2 separate regions of the Mus musculus genome follow, and region 1 is linked to region 2. Evidence: chromatin contacts called from public HiChIP or PLAC-seq data. All regions are on one chromosome and are shown on one strand. The core of a region is the stretch at or near the end of the contact, and the rest is flanking DNA. Distances in the headings are between cores, read along the strand shown. Region 1 overlaps Stk10 (serine/threonine kinase 10). Region 2 holds the start of Ubtd2 (ubiquitin domain containing 2).

Region 1 (4,471 bases), core at 1,334-3,833, 110 kb before region 2:
TGAAATGAAACAAAAGCAAACAAAGGCGGGCGGGCCTCCCCACACAGGAATGCAGGTGGGGGACCCACCCTTGCCTTGCTGTCCCTAACCCTTCTTGCTGGAGGCTTGTCCCTAGCACAGCTGGTGTCCTTCCTCAGTATCTAGGAGATTCCCTGTTTCCTTGGAGACCTTGCTTGAGGGTACCTAATGGAGGATGTGACAGCAGCCTAAAGTCACTGGCTTCCTTCTTGGGCTGAAGCCAAGGAACCTGAGGCTCACTGTGGACCACAATGCCCTTGATTAGGCTAAGCAGCTGTCTTGAGGCCAGGCGCTGGGGCCTCTGGGCTCCACTGCTCTGGCCATTTGTGAATGGAATGTAGAATTGTGGGACTTGGGCCCTGTGTCAGGCACTGTTTCAGGCACAATGACAGAACAGAAATTGAGCAGTGGGGGGCCATCCCTGCCTCTGCCATGGACATTCTGGGATAACCTTGTCATTGGCACAACACAGTAGCACCCAGGTCACTCTAAAAGACACCCTGCTTTCCCAGACAGCATCCTCTCTGCTGCCCACGAGCCAACTGTGCATGTGAAGAACCGAGCCAGTAACTGCGTAGGCCTGAGGGACCCAGAAATGAATGTTCTAATGTCTCCACCTTACTCCTGTTTCCCAACTCAATGATGACCCGGGAGAACTGGCCAGCTAAGTGGCAGCAGCAAGTTCCAAGTGTGCAGGTCTTCCACATGATGTGTCACTCCAGCCCAGCTTCCAGGCTGGCTAGCCAGGCCAGCTTCAGTGTCCCCTTCCATGACACCTAACACAGCCTGAGTGCTTCTCTGATGCCATTCCCTGAGCAAAGGCTCTGCATGGATTGTCACACTTGCTCTTCGGGAGATACTCTGAAAGATGCTGACATCTCAGTTAGGGGTGATGCTCACTGTAGCATGGACCCAGAACACATGGCTGATACATGGTAGGTATGTGCTGATAAATGCCACCTGGTGTGATCAGGACTAGGTGATATTTTATTCACATTTAGATACAAGGACCTGTGTCTCAGAGTCAGATCATGCAATACAAAGTGGCAGAGCCAGAACCAGGATTGGGGTAATGTAGGTCCTGTGAGAGTGTAGAGAGCCCCCATCCCCATCCCACCTCACAGAGGAAGCCACAGGAAGCTTCTTGAGTCACAGGCCCTGCGTCAGTGAGAATGAGCCCCTCCGCCTCCTGGCTCTAACCCTTGGGCTCTTCCATTCCATGAATGGACTGAGCAGGCTGCTCACCCAGAGATAAAGGGACCAGGATGTCCCAGACCAGATAAGCATGGCCTGGCCACACCAGGGCTTAGACATTAACTTTTACAGCCCCCAAACAGCCCCATCAGGCAATGCCAGAGCCGTAACCATCCCCCAGAGACAATTGAGTCACACACAGTCCAGAGGTGAGCCACCGCCCTGCTGACCTTCAGGACTCTGGGCCTCGATTCTCCACCCCTGGCCTTTCCTGAGGCCACTACCATATACTGACCAGGAACAAGAGCTCAGGTGACCTATACGTGAGAAACTCCTGAGCACACACAGCAACACGGACACAGCCCCATAAAGGGCCACTGTCCCACCCTAACCCTTCCCCTACCTGGGCCTGTTTCTCCATCTGGAAAATGAGGTTCTCAAAATCTGTATGACCTTTTGTGGTATCAACATTTTAGGTCTCCGTGTGACTGTAGTCACTCTTTCACAGAACAAGCAAGTTTGTGTTTGGGAAACGTTGGTGGTCAGAGTCTGGCCTCGTACAATTGTCCATCAGTCTGGGAATCTGGCCAGGACCCAACAGATAGAAATCTACCAATGCCAGAGTCCCTGACTGAATGGTGTCGTGTCCACACAGAACCCACACATCCTCCCGCACATCTGGAAGATTCTAGAAGGGTGACAGCGGCTAACTCAATGGGAATGCTAAGTGGATGCTTGCTCTCTTGTATCACCTAGGCAACACTGCCAAGGAAAGATGCCTCTGTGTGTTCAGTACCGATGATGGTGAACCCACAAGCACAGAGGACTCTAGCCGCACATGACCAACAAGTGTTTGTTAAATGACTTTGAGATGTACAGAAACTAGGGCAGATTCACTGTGCTAATAAGCATTCTATAAATATTCCTTGAGCCACAGGTAGCCTATTATACAGATGAGAATATAGAGGCTTGACAGGGCTGCCCCAAAGCTACTCAGCACAGACGTGAAGAAGAAGGAATAAACTTAAGCTGGTGGTGACGAGCGGCGGCTGAACCACCCTGCGGCCAGCCACCTTTCCGCTCTGGATTCATTTCTCTTTGAGGAAGCAGGGATAGTGTCTGCAGCTAGTCCCCAGGTCAAGAGCTGGGGGCCTTCAGGCTCTAACACAGTGCAGAAGACGGAAGCTTCTGGTTAGTCAACCAAAGCCTGAAAGAGGAAGTCATGAAGGCAGACTTAAAAAAAAAAAGCAAGAGTCAACCTAAATCCAGCCTAGTCTGTCAGCTGCCTGTCCCTGTAGGTGGAGTCCCTGGACCTCCCCACCTCTGAGTATCAGCCAAACAATGTGGCCATTGAGTGGGGCGTCCACACCCACGAGGCCTCCTCGGTCCAGCCTTGTTTTTCCATGCCAGTTCCGCCCACCACCTTGCAGCAAGCCTGGGTTAGGAATGAGCTTTCCCCGGACCCGGCAGCCTTGGAATGAGGCTTGAATCAGAGGCAATAACCTGGGTCCTTGAATGCATGCAGGGGTGGACGGTTCAGTTTGCTGTTCTGGCCCCAGCCACCCTCCACTCCATGTCCATACCCAAAGGTGCTTGCCCAGGCCCCAAGGCATCTCTCAGATGGGACTGAGGTGACTCTGTGGCAGGCATGCTTCACTCCTAGTCAGTCCACCCTAGATACTAGGCATCCGGGCTTCAGGCTCAGAGTCCCCTGGGCTGCATTCCTGGCCACAGTGCAGGAAACGTTAAAGTCAGAGCTAAGCTCAGGTTCTCTAGTGAAGGTCAAAGAATCAATTTCGAGAGGGACAACTCAGTCTGGCTAGCTGGCTGGCTGGCTGGCCACCATTTCATAAGACTAACTAGAAACAGCACTGAGCCCAGAAGGGAATAAACCAGGGCTATTTCCAATCATGGCCACCAAGGACTCAGGACGAGGACTTGGAATACTTTAGACAGGGCACACAGGACAAGAGCCACATCAATGGTGTAGGAGGCTCCTCCTCAGAGCTTGCATTCCCTACCATATAACTTACTGAAGGCTTCATAGCAGTGAATCCCTGAGAGGCAGGCAGGGTTGAAGCCAGAGATGGATAGTGAGATGGGACAGTGGGTATAACAAACAGATAACACTTGACAACTCATAGAGCCAGAGAGATATGCAGTGTCAGGGTCCCGAGTCCCACCAGTTAACAAGGGGGTTGTGGGGACACAGCCTTTCCACATCCCCAGGGCCACCTCTTTCCCATAGCACAGCCTCATGGAGCCAATGCATCTCCTTGGCCAGGATATGCCTGGGCTTCATGGAGTGTACCAGTCTGCTCATCTCAGAAACTGCAACTTCATCCATCAAGTCTGGATAACTGTAGAGCCTGCCTCCCGGTCACAGTCAAACAGGTAACACAGGGGACCAGTGTTTGGTAAATGGACTAAATACAGATATAGCTAGTAACGCCCAAGTGGCATCCTCACAGGACACTTGAGAGACTAGACCAGCTCTGAGCCTGTGTTCCCAGCATCTAAAACTTCCTGCAGCTAATTCAGTGTATGAACGAATGACCACTGAATGAATAATGTCTCCGCCTGCTCCAGGGGGGTGGCATCAATCCCATGAGACTGGCCTATGGAATGCCATAACCACATAAGCAGTTTTACAATGGAGCAGAGGTCACAAGAATCACAGGGTTAGGGTTCTCATGGGGACAGCCCTGTTGAGTCCTCCTGAGAGGGCAACAGGGGAGTGGCCAGCAAAAAGGGGAAGCCCCAAAACACAAGAGAGCAGGATCAATTGCCTGGCTTCCTGCTGTGGGCTGTAATTAAGAGTCCTTGTCAGGGCCACCAGGAGCCCTGGTGGACTGAGGGCAGACCCGCTGGGTGGGGTGGGGGGGGAAGGTTAGAACCACCATTCTCTGAGCCAAGTCAGGAGGTGCTGCATGAGGTGCAGTCTTGGGAGAGAGGTGGGACTGCTAGGCTCACCCTTCTAGGGGAAGCTGCACACTCCAAAGTCAACACAATCCTTCTAGAAAGCAGGGAGAAGGGCAGTGCACAAGGGCCCACTACCTTTCACTTCTCCAGTCTTTTGCGGTGTTTCCCTTGGGATGAAGTCCCAGCACGTGAGTCCTCAGGGGACAAAACCTAATCCAAACCATAGCACCCTCGCTGAGCCTCCGGAGTCCGCTGTATAAAATAGGGCTGACATAGGAAATGCACCTGCCTCAGAGGTGAGAGGGGTCTGTGTGTGCACAGCACCTGGGTGGGAGGG
Region 2 (4,303 bases), core at 1,774-4,273:
CCCTGGGACCAACATGGTAGAAGAAGAGAACCAAAAACTGTCTGTCCTCCATTTATATTTGCAACACACACATACCCTTACCCCTTGTCTACAGGTCTTAAGTACCAAGTCCAGCTTCACAATGTTATTAAAAAGAGAACCATAGAGAATACGCTATTTAAAAATGCCTCAACCATGGAAGACTCAAGGAAATGAAAGTGTGGGGAGTACATTAGCTAATCTTGAATCTATAAGACCTGTCTTGTTTCAAATTCGGCACACACACACAAAAAAAGCCTATGTACCTTAAAACCCAAACCTGAATTCTAGATAAGGTAGACCAGAAGAACTCTAGATAGCATAAAAAACTCAAACAGTGTGGTGTACGCCTTTAATCCCAGCACTCGGGGCTGGCAAGATGGCTCAGTGGTTAAGAGCGCCGACTGCTCTTCCGAAGGTCCCGAGTTCAAATCCCAGCAACCACATGGTGGCTCACAACCATCCATAACGAAATCTGATGCCCTCTTCTGGAGTGTCTGAGGACAGCTACAGTGTACTTACATACAATAAATAAATAAATCTTTAAAAAAAATTATAATCCCAGCACTCAGGAGGCAGAGGCAGGCGGATTTCTGAGTTCAAGATCAGCCTGATCTACAAAGTGAGTTCCAGGACAGCCAGGGCTATACAGAGAAACCCTGTCTCAAAAAACCAAACCAAACCAAACCAAACCAAACCAAACCAAAAAACTCAAACACAAGTCTTAGTGTGAAAATTAAGCCATCACCATAGTGTTATAATGTTCTGTAAGAATTCTCCAAATTCTTTCACAGAAGTAATCTACCTAAGATGACTTTTTTTTTGGATATTTTATACTCACATTAAAAATACTTGGATCCAGAAGGAAAAGGAAAATACAATATCCAAGTATTTCAGATTATATCTATTATGAGCCAGCTGACTTGGAAAGGCTAGGGTCATTCTAAAATGGTGGTGCTCACATAGCACTATGAATGTTAACCATCATGAAATACATCTGAAGGCTGCATTATACTCCATGTTGATAAAAATCAATATAACCAGATTAAAACTGCTGATGTTTGAAAAGCTAAGATCTTTGCTAACACCCTTAGGAAAAAAGTCATTCCCTTTCAAACAACAACAACAAAAAAGAACTGCTAACATGTTAAACTGAAACACATATTACAGTAACTTTTTGTTGTTTTTTTGGTAACACAGTTTTGCTATGCAGCCAGGTCTGGCCTGGAGCTTAAGATCATCTAGCTCCAGCCTTCAGAGTTGCTGGCTCCAGTTAGCTCTTACCTCTCATGACAGTAATGGAGAACAAAGGCTTCCAAAATTAAATTCCAGAAAGAATTCTTTTATCCCCTACAGACCCGTCTTCTGCCAGCTACATCAGGGCTATCCCGTGTCCTTTCCCCAGAAGAAAAAGACGGGGTACTCCCTCTTTTAAAACTTCTCTTTAGAAAAACTGCAGATTATGGTCCAGAAAACTTAAATGTTGAAAGAAACAGATATTAGAGCTATCTAACTGTAGGCTACTGGTAGAAATTATCTAAAGCTAGGATTTCATGCTTCTAAAAGCTCATGCTAATACTGTGATTGGATCCTAAGTTGCACTGCCAAAAGGCTCAATCTTAAAGGAATATTATAATTTTAACATATGTCAAAGTTATACTGAATGCTAGTAAGTACTAGCATGCTTAACTGGTACCATCTGATCACTGATCTGCCCTCAGCCCAGTGGTATCACGCCCTTTCTACACTTGGGCTTTGTTGTCAAAAGGACCTCACCAAGTAAATAGGCTGTGACGTGAAATCCACTACAAAGGAGCATTTCCATGGACTACTTTTTCACGACAGTTTTCACTGAGTTCTCAAATAACTTGCCCAACATTTAGTGACAGAGATTTTAGTGAAGTGGAACGGCTAAAACATCACGTAAAAAGGGAAATGTCTTGTACAAAAGTTGGGTGCCTAAGAGTCGTCTCAAGGTGTGAAAAGATGTGCCTATTCTCATGCAACTAAACAACTTTAAAATATGCACCCGATTTGAAGGCACCCAATACAAGGTTCGAATCAAATCATGTTATCCCTGGTTGGTGGCTCTTTTCTACAAGGTTCGAACTTCTACACACTCTATATACTGGATGGGCTCCGCACTTTTAAGGTCAATAAAAGCAGAGTCAATCTTACCACTCCTATCCCTCTACAACGACTACGAATGGAATTAAGAGACCTCTCATCACGGTTACGGTAACCCAGAAGTGCGAGTCGCGTTGGAAAAACTTTTACTCAAAGCACTAATCTTATACTGGGGTACTTTCTATCCTGCACGTTTTCCTTTTACGTAAGACACATCGGAATTTGACGAGTGCGCCCCGACGGCACATTGGGCTAACGCCCCTGGCAGCAGCAGAGAGCCACGTTTTCCTCGGGCCGATCGTCTCCCCCCTCCTCCATAAAACACTGCCCATGGCCACTTGGAGACTTCCCCAACCCAGCTCCAGAAACTGGAACCAACCGGGGCAGCTGTCATCCGAAACTCAGGAAAGCTGAGCCCGGCCAACTCTGCCGACGCGGGAAGGGCTGGGGGTGCGGCGGGGCCCGTCGGGGGCACTCCCGGCTGTCCCCCTCCCCGGCCCCACGAGCCGCAATCCGGCAGCCGAGTTGTCCTCCCAGCTAGAGTACCCCCCAATCCAGGCCTAGGCCCGCGGTCCCGCGTGGGGCCCGAAGCGCGTGGCGGGGCCGACGCAGAGCAGAAACGACAAAGGGGCGCGGGGTCGGGACAGGTGGCCGCCGCCGCGAACAATGGGGGGCCGCGGCTGCCCCCTGGCGCCACCTACCTCCCGTGCCGTCCGAGTTCTCGTTGAGGCTGCCCGAAGAGTCGTGCTGGGCGCCCACGCACCCGCCCATGGGGCCGCGGCCGCCACCTCAGGGCGCTCGTCCCGGCCGCCGCCTCAGCCTGCTCCCGCGTCGCCGCCTCGGGCCAGGCGCCGCTCTCTCGCCGCTCAGCCTCCGCCCCCTCGCCGCTCCTCCCACCGCCTCGCCCAGCCCCTTCCTCCGCGCCCACTTCTACCTCAGCCCCCCGGCCGCCTGGCCCGCAGGCCCGGCCCGCGTGCCTTCCTCGGCTCCCGCTCGGCCCCGCCAGGCCGGGCTTGGCCCATCCCGGGCGGGCCGCAGCGCCCGCTCGCCCCTCACTTCCCCGCGCCCCCGCGTCTAGGCAAGCCCCACCACTGCCGCCGCCGCCACCCGGCTGCCAGGCCCCATCGCCCCCGCCCGCGGCGCCACCCTCAGCCGGGCTCGGCTTGCACTCGGCCGGCCCGCTGGAACGGCCTCGAGGGGCGGGGCCGCGCTCTGATTGGCTGCATGCACCGAGGGGGCGGAGAATACCGAGCAGAACCGAGTGGAGACGAGCGCCCGAGGCCGGGAGAGTAGGGGGCAAGCGGAGGTGGGCCGGAAAGAAGGGGGAGGACTCAAGTAAGGACGAAGTGGCCAGCTCGTCCTTACTTGAGGACGAGGTGGGGCTCCTTCTGGTGTGGCCGGTGGGAGAGGGTACCGAGGAGTCGTAGGAGACTCTGGGTCGTAGACGGGCTGGGCGTGCTTAGAGGGGTTAGCCTGACCGCAAGTCCCTGCACCCCTTGAATTTGTGGAAAGCAGCGAGCTGGCCACCGAGTCTGGGTTTCCCTTACCCCAGGTCCGCAGCCCCTGCCATCACTGCGCCCGCTTGGTAGAGGTGCTCTCTGATTGTGCAGGCCTGTTGTCCCGTGCGGGGAGCGAAGGGGCACGGGTGTGTGTATCGTTCCCACAGGCTTCGCTTTACCGACAATACTACCACTCTAGATCCTGGCATTAGACATCTTAAGTCGTCTTTAGAACAAAGTGAAGTATTAATATTAATACTCTGCATTTTATAAACTAGAATTTGGTACATTGACCACGCCCAACATTCTTGGCGGTTACCATCCCAACCTAAGCCAAACTGTTAATGGCCCCTTTGGAGTTGTGCTCCTTGCTGTGGCGCCTTAACATTTTTATCGGCCTGCTTGGGTGCTTGGGTCTTTGAAAGCATTTTTTTTTCTTTTTTTTTTTTTTTTTTTTTGCCTAAGCTGTTCCACTTTTATGCCAGACTTTCCTTTTATAAAACCCTGGGTCAGCTTTTGCTTAGCATTAAAAAAAAAATTTTTTTTAAGTGAAATACCTAAGAAAGAGACAGTCTGCTTCTTAGGATTTGCATTTAAATGTATTCTCATGCACTGCTGGTGGGAGTGTAAATTGGTTCAATCTTTTTGCAAAGGTTTGG

Evidence for each region. HiChIP or PLAC-seq counts read pairs in DNA pulled down with a chosen protein or histone mark.
Region 1: an HNF4G HiChIP or PLAC-seq map of pancreatic cancer cells shows a contact between it and region 2. The contact joins the enhancer-like site here to the promoter of Ubtd2 in region 2. A contact is called at or near these places in 7 of 39 promoter capture datasets (the 3T3-L1 cell line, 3T3-L1-derived adipocytes, the C10 cell line and 4 more), 6 of 484 Hi-C or Micro-C datasets (bone marrow-derived macrophages, cerebral cortex, cranial neural crest and 2 more), 16 of 115 datasets of contacts at active chromatin or transcription factors (the HPC-7 cell line, bone marrow-derived macrophages, craniofacial prominence and 13 more) and 3 of 9 other capture datasets (adipose tissue, liver and pancreatic islet).

Annotation. Positions count from the first base shown.
Region 1 is chr11:32,563,298-32,567,768 of GRCm38.p6, reverse strand. All of the region lies in intron 2 of Stk10 (serine/threonine kinase 10), which reads right to left. Among named protein-coding and RNA genes, the nearest start is that of Stk10, 32 kb to the right of the region's middle. Within about 2 kb of position 2,583, at least 175 of the 459 cell types and tissues checked have an H3K27ac peak or open chromatin away from gene starts, as enhancers often do. A contact at or near this core is called in the HPC-7 cell line, adipose tissue, bone marrow-derived macrophages and 4 more, where this site is marked.
Region 2 is chr11:32,454,090-32,458,392 of GRCm38.p6, reverse strand. Ubtd2 (ubiquitin domain containing 2) reads right to left here and starts at 3,023. Exons shown (of 3, transcript NM_173784.4): 1 at 2,847-3,023. The coding sequence starts at 2,916.